Linked DNA regions of Ovis aries: all the other regions are linked to region 2. Evidence: chromatin contacts called from public Hi-C data. All regions are on one chromosome and are shown on one strand. The core of a region is the stretch at or near the end of the contact, and the rest is flanking DNA. Distances in the headings are between cores, read along the strand shown. Region 1 overlaps PTPRR (protein tyrosine phosphatase receptor type R). Region 2 overlaps PTPRB (protein tyrosine phosphatase receptor type B). Region 3 holds the start of KCNMB4 (potassium calcium-activated channel subfamily M regulatory beta subunit 4).

Region 1 (5,151 bases), core at 156-2,655, 150 kb before region 2:
CCACAATAGCGTCAGGTGCCCCTCCTCAGATGCTAGATCAGGATAGAGGAGTGTCTATTCCTGGGCAGCAGTATCACCATGTACAATGCCAGCCGACTTTGACCATAACTGAAACTGTTCCCTTGGCTCTTTAGCGTCATTTCTAACCTACTAAACTGGGAGCTTTAGGGCATTTGGCGTAGTGTGTGGTGTAGTAAGAGCTTTTGTAAGGCATCCAAACAACAGAGATAGCGATGGGTAAATATCTGCAAATGCATTCCTTTGGGGAGCTTATGGCAAGTGTGCTTTTCTGGATGATCCTGTTTACATAACACATGCGTTTTAAGTAATGAAACCTCTCTTGGCTTGCTTAGAATAGAAGTCCTATTGTGGAGTGGCTCTCTGTATAGGCAAACCCTATCTAGTGAAGAATGCTACCTGAGCTTTCATCTGAACCAAGATAGAAAAATTGTTGTGGCAAAGGTAAGGGGGTGGGGGAAGTAAGATCACTTATTGGGTGCCTTTATATATAGGATAACATTTCATGGTCTAATGTTGCTGCTGCTACTGCTGCTAAGTCACTTCAGTCGTGTCCGACTCTGTGCGACCCTATAGATGGCAGCCCACCAGGCTCTCCCGTCCCTGGGATTCTCCAGGCAAGAACACTGGAGTGGGTTGCCATTTCCTTCTCCAATGCATGAAAGTGAAAAGTGAAAGGGAAGTCAATTTTTGAAATGTCCCAGAAGCTAGAAAAGCCTGGATATGGCTCTGTCATACCTCAGATTTGTTGAGCATCTACTACGTACTATGTATGTACAAGATGCCTCTCAACCATGTAGTCATTTCCTTCTCATGACTGTCTTAGAGAGGTGGGTTTTATGGTCTCAGTTTTAACTGAAACATGTGGATGTGCATGCTAAGTCACTTCAGTCATGTTCCACTCTTTGTGACCCTATGTGCTGTAGCCCTCCAGGCTCCTTTGTCCATGGGATTCTCCAGACAAGAATACTGGAGTGCGTTGCCTTGCCCTCCTCCAGAGGATCTTCCTGAACTAGGGATCAAACCTGTGTCTCTTGCATCTCCTGAATTGGCATGCAGTTTCTTTACCACACATGACACTTGGGAAGTCCTGAGATGCAGACACATAATACATGTCGTAGATCCCATAAGCTGCAGAAATGGGACTGAGCCCAGGTCTGTGCACCACCACCAAAGCTCACGCTCTTTTTTATCACCTACCTCCCCTGATGCTCCAGGTATCCCATAATTCTTCTGTTTTTGTCTTTTCTGTATTCATGGTTGGACTGTATTCAGTTTTGTTAGAGGAGAAATATAAACATCTGAATTGTTTATTCCGCCCAGCCTTCATAAATGCATCCCACTTGGAGAAGAGCCGGTAGTGCCTCTTTCCACCCCTAGGTGGCACCTGTGTGCCACCAACAGACAGAAGAACATTCTGGGTCAATAGCAGGTTGACCTGCTCTTGCTTTTGTTCAAAGGACATTTAAGCAGATCATTTCTCTGTCTTCAAAAATCCTGCTTGAGGAATATCTAGCATTTTTATGCTTTTATTTTATTTTATTAAAGTATAGTTTATTTGCAATATATGTTGCCATCTTAAGATTTAAAGCCAAATCAAATAAACAAGGAAAGGACCAGATCCTCTCTTTAGGATCATCGGATCCTAAAGCTTATGGTGTCTCAGCAGTCTTCCTTCCCAGAGGTACCTTATCACCTACTGTAGAAGGCAGTCCCTGAATTTGTTCAGACCGCAGATGCACTGGATTGGGTTGCCCAGCTACAGTGTCCATGACCTTTAAAAGATTCTGGCTTGGAATTAACTGGAAGGGATTTTATTTCTTCTTCATTAGCAGCGATAAAGATGTATGTTGTGTGGAAGCAATAGAAGGTGGATGCCTGTGCCTTTGAATTTTCAATTTTGAAAAAGAGGATCTGTTGCTCTCTCACACGACCCATCCAACAAAACAGTAATGTGATTAAATCTGGGAGATTTTCATGATTCATTAGGATTTTCATTTAGAAGGGATTTCTGTGATAAAACACAATTTCACTGTAGAAATGATCTGCAGGAAAAGATGGGGGTGGGGAGCCTTGAGAAGTTTGCATCTGTGAACCCTGGATTCCTGTAATGCAACAGGCCTTATCGAGGGCAGTCCAGGAGTGAATTGGCAGTACATTAGAAAGCATGATTATAAGAGGGAAAGCTGAAATGGCCTTCATGTCAGCTGTTTTCCTCCACAGGATACTGGGTGATTCCTGTCCTAACCAGATACTGATTACTTAAAGCTTAGCCCAAGAGTTCTTGTCACAAATGATTTCCGTAGTGTATTTTGACTTGCTGAGGTCTGAAGAACTTTTGGAATTTGTTAGGTGTGGACCTGAACTCCAGGAACAGATTGTCTTAAGTGCCTCATTTTTATCTCATGACTGGTTTTCTGTCCTCATTTGACATGGAGAATTATCGGTGGAAAATGTATACATTGATAATTCAGACAAATTACAGTTAAAAAAAAGTTCAAAGGACTTCATATTTTTAAACAATATATCAAACAAATGCAAACTGCTTATAAATGTTTTAATCTACAAAATTATATATTCTTTTATTTCCCCATTATAATTGCATTTCTTACATTTCATAAATATTTCACAGCAGCAGCAGCATCATATTGAAATTCAAACTCAAATATTTAAATTGCTGAAGACTATTTTTAGAGTGAATAAATTTTCTTTTCATGAAGTACAAAGAATTAATGTGCCATCCAACTTTTCAAAATATTCTACCAAATATTCAACCCCAAATGGTAAGATACAAAAAGGGTGTATGTTTGTATATAAAGCAGTGGACCATTTGTCTTTTTAATATAACTCTTTCTTAGCAGTGTTAAGGCTTATAGTACTTTATAGTTCCAAATGTTCAACAGACAAGAATCCAAAATACTACAAATAATATAAATTCGAGTCAAAATAATAAATTTTCTAGAACTCATTCTCTTCTGAGTCAGATAATTTGTGGGACATTTCAAGTACTTATAGCTATGTGGCATTTTTAAAAAGAAGATTTTATTTTTCATTTCTTAGCATGGATCCCTATTCATATCAGAAATCAAGAAACATGATTACAAGTAAATCAAGCTTTATATTATTAGGTTATAAATTTTATATTGCCATTATTACATTCTATAATTGTTTAGAATACCAGCAAAAGCAAATATTACTTTTTTCCCCTTTAAAATCAGTGAAAAACATTATGATAAGTACAAAAAACAATTTGTTTCTAGCCAGTCTTAAAAATCTCCCAGTACTTAATTCTTATTTCCCTTCCCGCATCTATAGATCTGACGTACACAGAAGAGATCAATGGATGCAGCCAAGAAACAGAAATTGGGTCAATTATGTTTCTGCCCTGGTAGTGTAGGAAGGCGTTCTATATATATAAGATATGTCCTATATTATAGTGTTTTTGTTCTGGGATCTTGTAGTAACTTTGTGAGGACACCCTAAATGTCAGTATCTAATTTTTTCATTAAACTACAAAAATTTGACAGTTAGAGCTATTTTTCAAATCTAATGGGCATCCCGTGTTTTCTTATTTGCTAAATCTGGTGACTCTATACCTTGTTATCCCCTTGCTAAGCATCTTTTAATAAGCAGACTCATTCATATGTTCCTTAAGTCCTCTCTAACCATCAGAATTGACCATTTTCAGAATAAAGTGTCACTGGTGTAGCTTGGACCATTTAACATGCTCAGATGACACAATTAGTTGGTATTTAAAGTCATTCTAGTCTTTTGCCATACTTGACCTATAGTAGACACACATTAGTTATACCTCTCATAATTGTTCCTACAAACACATTTGCATAAATAAACATATAGTTCAAGATTGTCCATTGTAATATTGTTATTAATAGCAAAAAAATTGGAGATAAATATCATTAGATGTTCATCAATAAATCTATACCATTTTATATTTATTATTTGTGAAATCCACATTGTTACTCTAGTTGGATAAGCTTTCTAATATATAATAAAAACTGGAAGAAAAATTGGAAAATTATATGGAACTTTATGATTCAGTTTATTTTAAAAACCATACATGTGTTTATCTTTGTAAATGCGTTGATAATTTCCAAAATTGTGTATAAGAACCTGAATAAGGAAGAGGTCTGAAAAGTAGATCCAAAAATTAGGAGATGGGAAGAACCAAGGAGGAAGGGACTTTTTTTCTCTTTTCTTATTTGAAAACTTTACTGTAAGTACACATTAATTTTATTAATGTTTTAAAAATTAAAACAGAAAAGTTATTGCTTTCTTTGAATTAATAGATATATAAAGCATAGATAGTCTGTGCGTGCTAAGTTGTTTCCGTTGTGTCTGATTCTGTGCAACCGCATGGACTACAGCCTGACGGACTCCTGTCCATGGGGATTCTCCTGGCAGGAATCTAATTCAACATAAAATGAATGTAAGTAAAACAGTGACCACATTATTTGCATAATAATGTAAGTAGCCACAGCCTTTAAGACCCAGGAAATAGCATTGAGTCTCTACCTAAGAATAACCAAGCAATGACAAAATAAATTTCAATCTATGCCACGTAGTGCTTGTGGCTCAGAGGCTCAGTCGTGTCCAACTCTTTGAGACCCATGAACTGTAGCCCACCAGGCTCCTTTGTCCCTGGGTTTCTTCTGCAAAAATACTGGAATGGGTCGCCATTTCCTCCTCCAGGGGATCTTCCCGACTCAGGGATCAAACCCATGTCTCTTATGTCTCCAGCATTGGCAAGTGGATTCTTTACCACTACTGCCGCCTGCGAAGCCCCATGCCAAGTAGACATAGTTATAAGTTGACATCCCTCATGTGATTCTTGATATTACACTGGCTTCTTTATTAGGATATATTTCATTTACAGATATATACAATATTACAATATGAACACCTATGAACATCAAACTTAGTTAATAAATCATTGTATTATAAATATCTAGGAATGCTGGTTGCTTTTAACTTATCTAATTCCTCTCTGTATCCCTCAAAGGCAATCAGTATTCTAGACTTGGTGTTTAATCATTCCTGTAGCGACTCTAATGCTTTTACTTAATATATATAAACCTCATATAAGGCATACTGTATAGTATATATTATAGATAA
Region 2 (4,501 bases), core at 1,282-3,781:
CCTAGCCCTCCATCCTTCATTTTCTCTTCCATCCCCAGTAATTCATGCCAACACCAGGTATCAGAGTGGGGAAGGAGAAATAAGTTGAGGAGAAGAGTTGAGAAGGAACTTGCATCCATTTCCCATTGAGTTGCAGTTGCACTAGTCAGGTTACGCTGACTTATTTCCTGCTTATACAACTGTACAATGTAGGTGTTCCTGATTGGACAACTCTTTTGGTTGGTTCTTCTCCAAGCAGTAATTTAGGGACCCAGGGTCCTACCATCTGTGGTTCTTCCTTCCTGTAGATCCTCGGACGTCTCTTCATTTCTCCAGAGGATAGAGGTTATAGGGAGGAGAAAGACTACCAAAGCTGGAAGTAAACACATCACTTCCACCCACATTCCTTTAACGGGAACATTTGTATGACTACACTGCACTGGAGGAGTGGCTGGGCAATCTAGTCTAGCTATGTGTCCAAGAGGAAAAGGAAATGGTTTGGTGAGCAAGTAGTCAGACTCCGCTACATAGGTTAATTCCCATCTTAAAATACCCCAAGGGCTACCCAGCTTATTGTGCTATAATAAAATAGTTTGGTGTCTGAGATCACTTGATAAATAGGACTTGTAATTATTTTATACTATATTTTAATGGCAACAGAGGTATCAGTATTTGGCCAACATTATATAATAGAAGTATGCAGAAAGTAGACAAGAAATTATTTGAAAAATGATTGTAAAGTTTTGAGGAGAGGACAAGATATGCATAAATATAAGCATCAGTTATTTTATTCAAACACATTGAGCGAAGACATTATAATGAAAAAGGAGAAAATGGGATATTACTATAGAAACACAATAATGAGAATTTTGAAAGGTGCTTTGGTTAGTATATTTTGAACATGGTAGATTATAAAAATAATTCGGTGGCTAAAGCCTTGATAATCATTACCATCTATTCAAACTGCTGAAGTATTAGTCAAGGTTGAAATAATTCATTTTACTTCTACAGATTTTAAATATATATATAACCTCCCAGCTTAGATAAGGTGGCAAAATATTTAAAATTTAAAATATCAAATGTATTTAACAAATCTAGTTATAACCTGAAAAAATGCTAATTCTAAAGAAAAATAAGTTTTATATCTGTCTTTTAATTTTGTATTTGTCTTTTTAAACCATGAATTTTTGGTAATATTTTTGATAATTATATCTTTTCTAATAAAATGTTAGTAGTTGCAAATATTTCCAGCAGTTTTGGAAAACAAGGATAGTTATTTTGAGAGCTACCAAGGGATGTGATGTACAGATAGTAGGAAGGACAGAAACTAAAGAAAAGAAGGACGGGAAGGAGGGAAGTCATCAATACACAAAAAATATGGCTAAAAGTTCAAGGTTATATCTAGGAAATGTCCATATACATGGAACAGCGTCAGCAGAATTATTCAATAGAGTGCTGTTTATATCTTTGGTGATAGGTAAGTGCTTATAGATGTAAAAAAGACTTTGGGGCTTAAATCACAAAGTCAGAGCATATTAGATAAGAAGGATTCTCAGAGGTCATCTAGCCAAATCCCATCAATTACATGTGATGTACGGATTTTATGAAATTATATGAAAATATTTACCTGAAGTCAGTCAACCAATAAGGAAAACTGCAGGGGAGCTCATATATACTATAATGTTTTATTCTGAAACTCACTACTGACAGTACTATTTCTTGTGCGCTTACTTCTAATACAGGGAATAACTATTATTCAGCATCAAAATGATTAATGTTCAGACTGTACCAGTAGCTGGGGAACTCCTGGAAGGCATCCGCATCTTTTCTATTTTTGTACGATTACGGTGGACACCAAAAAAGTCATTATCTCCACGACAGGTCTTTGTGCCCACAAGACTAGTTGCTTACGGAATAGATGTTAAAGTTTATTTCTCACCACTAGAGGGCAGGAAATGCTTTGCAAAGGGAAATATAACCCCTTCACCTGTGTTCATGATTAGACACCCCAGAAATAAATAACTTAATCACAAGAAGATCAAAGCTATCCAGTGTCTAAGTAAGACTTTTAGAAAAGCCATTGTATCTTGAGTACCTTTCCCCTCAAACTTCTTTTCTTTATCAATGGGTTTGGATTCAAGCTCTTGCATTTAAGATGTTAATGTTTGTTCCCTGTCCTACAAAGGGAACGTCCTGACACACTCACATAAAAATGCCTCCACTTAAAATACTCTGCAAACAGTCACACCATGAAAATTCAATAGCAGCATCCTTATATTGATGAGGCATCCAAAAGACTTCTTGCATTTTCGTTTGGGTTAGCCTTCTGAGGTAAGAACTCTCAGCTTCCCAAAGCTAACGTGCAATCCTTACACTTCCTTGACACTTCCTAGGTAATCAGATCTGAGTCCACGCCGTTTGTGCTGACCGCAGTAAATGATTCACAATTTGACTGTGCTTTTCTTTTTAAATATTCTCCCCCTCTTTAAAACCCCAGTCCCTTCCAGTGTGAGTGGAGTAACGGTAAACAACTCTGGCCGCAGTGACTACCTCAGCATATCCTGGCTGCCGGCTCCCGGAGACGTGGATAGCTATGTGGTGACGCTCTCCCACGGCGGCAGGGTGGTCCAGTCCCTCGTGACTGCCAAGTCTGTCGGTGAATGTTCCTTCAGCTCCCTCACCCCAGGCCGCCTCTACAACGTGACCATAACTACGAGGAGCGGCAAATATGAAAGTCATTCCTTCAGCCAAGAACGGACAGGTGAGGCTTTCGTGAGATAGACTCTCTAAGAACCAGCTGCCTAAGTGGTTCAGGGCATCAGGCATGCATGTGTGTGTGCCAGGTCGCTCCAGTCATGTGCAGCTCTTTGTGAGTCCATTGACTGTAGCCCACCAGGCTCCTCTGTCCATGGGATTCTCCAGACAAGAATACTGGAGTGGGTTGCCATGCCCTCTTCCAGGGGATCTTCCGACCCAGGGATTGAACCCACATCTCTTATGTCTCCTGCACTGGCAGGCGGGTTCTTTGCCACTAGTGCCACCTGGGAAGCTCCTCAGGACATACAGATCTGCAGCAATTCTGTAAGGACGGGATTAAAGACTGCTGAGATCACAACAGTGTTATAGAGTCCTCATATTCTGATCCAACAAGTTCTTTATGTGAGCACATGATACCTTCAGAATAAGATGAACACAAATTCTGTGGCTAGAGTTCATAGTATATTTAGATATAGTAGCAAGTATTTCTGTTTAGGGAGTGCTTTTTGGTTCCTAGACCCTGGCTTTATGTATGTTCACTAATTTAATCCTTATAAAGTCCTTATTGAGGTAGTTGTTATTATTCCCATCTTACAGGCTGTGATAAGTGTTGAACCAAAGTCCAAGGTAACTTGCCCAGTTATTTAACTTGTTAAACAGCCAGGGCATTTCACATCCTGGATTTTAAACTCAGTTCTGAATGACCCAAGAGCCTATAATGTTCTCTGTCCTGAAATTCTTCCTGAAATGTCTGTTGGTTAATCCTTTTTCAGATAAGGTGAAAATTTGAAACTTTATAGTTCTGAGGCTAGAAGCAAAATCTTAGCAAAGGCATTGAAGGCCTGGTCTTCAATGTGCTATAAAGAACTAAATTTAGACAGATACCATTTTCCCAATTTACTTATACCTCCTGGGGCTTACATCTGTGATTACTGCTTAAGGTGCTGTTAATGTTTTGTCAGATCTTTCCTGCTGAGCTATGGGCTGATATTTACATTTTAAAATGTCAGTTTTCCATGAGGATCTGGGACAACTAATATCATTTAATGCCCCAGCACAAAATCTCGAGCCTAGTAGCAGGCACTCAGTGAATGTTTGATGAATGAGTAATCAGAAATCACTTAGACTGGAGGTTTTTACCCAGTGCTTTATTAGGTAGACTTTTGGAAAGTAGTACCCCCAAAATTTTCTGTGAAGTTGTTGGGGACAGGAGAAGTATGTGCATTTCTTTGGAAAGAGAGTGGATGGCTTTTTATCAGAGTCTTACAATTTCTGTAACCTCGAAAAGTTAAGAACCACCAATTCACATTGTTGCAGCATGCTAGCTGCTAGCAAAGAGTAGTCTAATTCCTTCTCATTTGAGATAAAGCCCCAGAAAGAAACTGTGGCTTCCTAAAGGTCACATGGCTGACCAGTACCCAAGCTCAACCATACTCAAGGGCTGTTTCCATTACATCATGTTCTCTCTGAAAGCTCTAGTCAGGGATATAAAGAGATAGTCCTTACGCTCAAATGATTCAAAGTTTAATTATGCTGATAAGCACAACACTGTCTTAGATCTGAAAAGCAGATTTCTATTTACAAAGCAGCCTCATGTCAGAGTTCTATGTTGAATTAACTTGGAGCCTAAAAATTGCCAGAAATTAAAGGATATGTCATCCAGTCACTCAGCCTTTTCTTTCCCTTGGTGTCAGTTCATGACTGTTCCCTGTCCATGACTTCCATATTGCAAGGTCTTGTGCTCAGACTGTTTTTAAATGCAAGA
Region 3 (4,983 bases), core at 267-2,766, 160 kb after region 2:
ATATCCTGTCACATGCAAGGAAAGTTTTCCTGTGTACACAAGACTCATTCCCTTTTGGACAGTTTTCTTGATCTTCAAGCACTGCTCTAACAAACTGGGAAGATGTCAGTAACTTTAAAGAAGATACATACCTTTTCTTTGATAGTTAAGTAATCAGAAGAGTGAAAAAAGGCCAAGAGAAGAAAAAAACAAAAGAAAGAAAAGCCTTCTTGCAAAAGCAGGTGTACTACAAAGCTCAACTAGTTCACAGACTGAGGACACTGCTTTTTATAAGTTTTTTCTCCACTGGGAACGGTCTTCTGAGTCTCCCTTTCTCTGCTTTCCATCCCTCGAGTCCTAACCAGGTTTTTTTTTTCTTTTTTGCTTGCGAGAACGGAAAAAGTTGCCAAGGCAGGCATATTCGGTACATTTCACGGAGGCTTTTCTATTTTCAGAAAGTTTTACCGTTCCCCAGATGGCTCCCAATTGTTCTTAGACACACGGAGAACCTAGGCTTCCTCTAGACGCTTCTGAGAATCTATTTCGTGACAATTAGGAGTCCACAGTACCCGCCCAAGATGGATCTCCACAGAATTTCGCATTTGATTCCACGTCGTTTGTCCACCCACGAAAGTTCATCTTTGTACCCCAAGTTAAAAACATCTGTCTAGAGTGAAAAGGTAAGGAAACCTCTAACACCTCTCAAAGGGCTAAAGAACCCCCTGCAACCTCCAAATGCGAGTTCTGGACGCGGCCAATGGGAGCTCGGACCTTGACCATGCGCCGGAGTTGGTGGTATCCCCGCTACGCACTGGATTTAATCTGAGGAAAAGTTAACTTTCGGCTCCTCGCATCTCTGCAAAGCCCGTCCGGTAGGGCCCGAACCGAAGCTGGGCCAAGGCCTCAGAATCTGAGACCAGGCAAGACAGGTGTGTAAAGAAAGCCTCCGGGTATCACAGGTCGCTGCACACAAACCCTCCTGAAGGACCGGGGGGCCCCGGGCTCCGCTGTGTACTTACACCCGGTTTAAGCATAGTCCGCGACGCCTTGTCGCCTCCTGGTAACGTCTGCATACTCCGGGCCACCCCGCGCAGGGTTTAACACTGATCCTCCCCCAAACCCCAGCATCTCCGTAGGAGCGAGGCAATCCTCCTGGGGCGTCCTTACCTTGGGGTTGGTCAGGAGCTGGTGCTCGTCGCTGTGCAGCAGCGCCCTGGAGTTGGACTCGGAGTTGTTCACGTAGACCTGGACGCAGGGGTACTGCGAGGTGCCCCTGCAGTCGGCGCCACAGGTGAAGGTGCACTCGAACACCTCTCCGATCTGCTGCACCGACAGCACCGTGCAGTTGGCTGCCGTGGCTTGCAGATCCTGCAGCGCGGGACTGAGCCAGCAGAAGCCGAAGATAAAGAGCGACACGACGCCGGAGATGATGAGAAACAAGCCGAGCCGGATGCTCTTGTCCTCGGCTTCCGTGTACTCGTAAGCCACCCGGAGCTTCGCCATCGCCCCCCACTCCAGGCGGCGGGCGCGCTCCCCCCGCCCCCTCCCGCCCCCGGCGCCGAGCCCGACTGCCTCGGCGGGAGGAGCCGCCGCCGCACGACAGCAGGGGAGTGGGCGGCCAGGGGGAGCGCGCGAGAACAAAGGGGCCGAGGCCGGCGACGCCCCCCGGCGGCGGCAGCGCCCCCCTTCCACCTCCCCGCCGCCGCCCGAGCCCTAGAGGCTCGCAGCGCGGCCGAGGTTTCAGAGCCTCCTGCACCCTCGGGCGCGAGGAGTGCACGGGCGGCTCCTGCCTCCGGCGCCCCCTGCCAGCCTCCGCCCCCGCGCTTTCCCCGCCTCCCCCACCCCGCCTCCTCTCGCCCGGTGGCTCCCAGTCTCCATCGCCCGCCGGCCGCCGCTCCGCGGACTCGCCTGGCAGGTGCCCGGAGGGCAGAAGCTGCAGGGCTGAGGCGAGCCCCGGGGCTCCCCTGCGCGGGAGGCAGCTCCGCCGGGCCCCACCCGCCGCCGACCCGGGTCCTCCCGCCCCGCCCCGGGGCGTTTCCCGTGGGCGAGGGGCGGGCAGGCGCTGGGGATCGCAGCGCTGGCGCCCGGGATTCTCGTTACATTCCCCTGGGAGGGACATCAGCGATAAGAGGTTAGGATCAATATAACTTAATGAAGTGAAAGTTTAAAAAACAAAACAAAAAACAAACGAGGGAGACGGTGTCGTGCAAGTGGAGCGGCGGGAATTTTGAACTCCAAAGGGGGACTGGTCAGCCAGCGGCGAGCCAGCGGCCGGGAGGCGTGCGCTCTCGGGGAGACTGTTCGCCGGCACCAGGCGGACAGGGATGGAAGCCCCCGGACCGAGCGGTGTGCGCCCGTGCGTGTGCCCCAGAGAGACCCGGGCCGCCGGTTCGCATGCTTGGGGCGGGCGCGTGCGCCGCAGCGCTGGAGGCGTGACCTGCCGCCGCCCCCCTTCCCTCGGGCGAGCGCGGTAACCGTCCGGCCTCGGGGTCCCGGCGCTCCCAACTGCCCAGGAGCATCCCACGATCACCCCCACCCGCGACACCGCCCACCTCGCCGACCCCAGCCGGTCCTGGAGGGCAGCAGGTCAGAAGTGAAACAGGCTGAGTCAGACGGAGTTTGCGGTGGAGGCAACGCGCGTGGGGGCAGGAGCCTGCGATCCTCCCTCCCCGACCCAGGAAACTCGCTTCCTGGGTCCTGGGTGGACCACGCTGCAATGCAGGTCTTCGGGCAGCCGGGCCGACCCCAACTCTATGTGCCCAAGGCTGGGGCTGACTGAGTAGGGACCCAAGGGAGCGAGTGCAGAGGCTTACAGCCCTGGAAGGAGACACCATGTTCCCCATAAGGGCCGTCTTCTCGCTCCAAACCGAGAGCAGAATCCTCTCTGTCCTGGCTCCATCCTCAGGAGTCTTGCCACCGTTGGCCCATCTCGAAATTTGTAGATGAGCTTTCCAGGAGCGCTGTACGAAGCGACAGCGGCTGCCGACCCACTCTGGGACAGGTACCGTTTCTAGAGCTGCGCCCTGCTCTCCTAATTCTTTCTGCTGCTCCCTCCATGCCACCTCCCCACCTCGCCTGTGCATACCTCAGTCTCTGCTCTTTTCTTGACTTTTAAAAAGAAGATTATCTTTTTAAAATCACACTGCTATCAAAATATCAAACTTGGAGAACTATTTCGACCTACATTTTGAAGCATCAGAGTATTCACTTGGCAAAATATATAAACATGTCTTTTTCTTGACTTGCAAGTCCCAAATGAATATATTCTTAATTAAATTCAGTCATATATTCATATTCTGTTCCTGATGAATATGGAAACACCAAATTCTTGACTTCTCTTTCTTGGATTTCAAATGTTAGTTTACTGGTATAGTACTTTTCTACTGAGGTCCTGATCTGTTACTTTGAAGCACTCCTTTACGTGGTATTTCCAAGCAAGGGGTAAAAGCAAATTTAATTACAGGAAGACCCCAAGTGTTTTTCTGAATAAATTAAGAAGATGCAGGGTTTGGAAATTTTCCAAGTCAGGAAGACTCTTTGTCCTTTAATACCTTTCAAGTTTTGCGAGACTATTTTATTATTTTCTTCCCTTTCTGTTGGCATAAAGACAATTGTTAGTGATTACACACACTACCTAAAAGAAAAAGTGAGTTTATTAGTTGAAGCATATTAACCTAAGATTACAGATTTTCAGTGTGAATCTCTTTCCTACAGTAGGTTATAATTATTTTCCTTTTCATGAAGGCTAAAGCCTTCTTGAGGCAGTGGTGAACAGATTAGATTTTTTGGATCTCATAGCTCTGATATGGTGAGCAACTTAACCTTGAGGCAGAATTAATTTCTATAGCTGTTCATAAAACACAGGGATGGGGTTGTCTAAAAATAATTTAATGAATATGATTCACTTTTCAATGATTCTAAAGCTCAGAGAGTTGTGTGAATGTAACCTTTGCCTCAAAACTGAGGCAAGATGGTCTTCCAAGCAAATCTAGAGAACAAACAACAGAAAATATTGTCTTAAATTCTTAAAGGCTTTTAAATCCATTTTTTTCAAGTTCTGCATTTAGTCACTTTCCTTCTTTATAATTATTCTAAAAGTATTTGAAGAAACTGTTGGCATCTAGCCTCCTGCTCTTTACTCATTTTTTCATACTTTTTTGCCTTTTCATACTGTTCATGGGGTTCTCAAGGCAAGAATACTGAAGTGGTTTGGCATTCCTTTCTCCAGTGAACCACGTTTTGTCAGAACTCTCAGCCATCATCCGTCTTGGATGGCCCTACACGGCATCTACATTTCAGGCAGAGATGAGCACAATAAAGGACAGGAACAGTATGGACCTAACAGAAGCAGAAGATATTAAGAAGAGGTGGCAAGAATACACAGAAGAGCTATACAGAAAAGATCTTCATGACCCAGATAACCACAATGGTGTGATCAAGCACCTAGAGCCAGACATCCTGGAATGCAAAGTCAAGTGGGCCTTAGGAAGCATCACTACGAACAAAGCTAGCAGAAGTGATGGAATTCCAGCTGAGCTATTTCAAATCCAAAAAGATGATGCTGTGAAAGTGCTGTACTCAATATGCCAGCAAATCTGGAAAACTCAGCAGTGGCCATAGGACTGGAAAAGGTCAGTTTTCAATCCCAAAAGTTCCAATCCCAAAGAAAAGCAATGCCAAAGAATATTAAAACTACCAAACAATTGCACTCATCTCACACCCTAGCAAAGTAATGCTCAAAATTCTCCAAGCCAGGCGTCAACAGTGTGTGAACTGTGAACTTCCAGATGTTCAAGCTAGGTTTCAAAAAGGCAGAGGAACCAGAGATCAAATTGCCAACATCCGCTGGATCATTGAAAAAGCAAGAGAGTTCAAGAAAAACATCTACTTTTGCTTTATTGACCATGCCAAAGCCTTTGACTGTGTGGGTCACAACAAACGGTGGAAAATTCTTCAAGAGATGGAAATACCAGACCACCTGACTTGCCTCATGAGAAACCTATA

What was found. A called contact is a pair of places that touch in the nucleus more often than the background predicts.
Region 1: a Hi-C map of liver shows a contact between it and region 2, with 7 times the contacts expected there. The contact joins two enhancer-like sites. A contact is called at or near these places in 8 of 16 Hi-C or Micro-C datasets (blood, hypothalamus, liver and 2 more).
Region 3: a Hi-C map of liver shows a contact between it and region 2, with 4 times the contacts expected there. The contact joins the promoter of KCNMB4 here to the enhancer-like site in region 2. A contact is called at or near these places in 2 of 16 Hi-C or Micro-C datasets (liver and mixed tissues).

The regions. Positions count from the first base shown.
Region 1 is chr3:149,108,831-149,113,981 of ARS-UI_Ramb_v3.0, forward strand. The region is part of intron 5 of PTPRR (protein tyrosine phosphatase receptor type R); the gene reads left to right. Among named protein-coding and RNA genes, the nearest start is that of PTPRB, 84 kb to the right of the region's middle. Within about 2 kb of position 1,406, at least 5 of the 54 cell types and tissues checked have an H3K27ac peak or open chromatin away from gene starts, as enhancers often do. A contact at or near this core is called in liver, where this site is marked.
Region 2 is chr3:149,257,095-149,261,595 of ARS-UI_Ramb_v3.0, forward strand. PTPRB (protein tyrosine phosphatase receptor type B) reads left to right here. Exons shown (of 34, transcript XM_004006460.6): 11 at 2,477-2,740. Among named protein-coding and RNA genes, the nearest start is that of PTPRB, 64 kb to the left of the region's middle. Within about 2 kb of position 2,532, at least 1 of the 54 cell types and tissues checked has an H3K27ac peak or open chromatin away from gene starts, as enhancers often do. A contact at or near this core is called in liver, where this site is marked.
Region 3 is chr3:149,417,876-149,422,858 of ARS-UI_Ramb_v3.0, forward strand. KCNMB4 (potassium calcium-activated channel subfamily M regulatory beta subunit 4) reads right to left here and starts at 1,517. Exons shown (of 4, transcript XM_042246913.2): 1 at 1,147-1,517. The coding sequence starts at 1,482.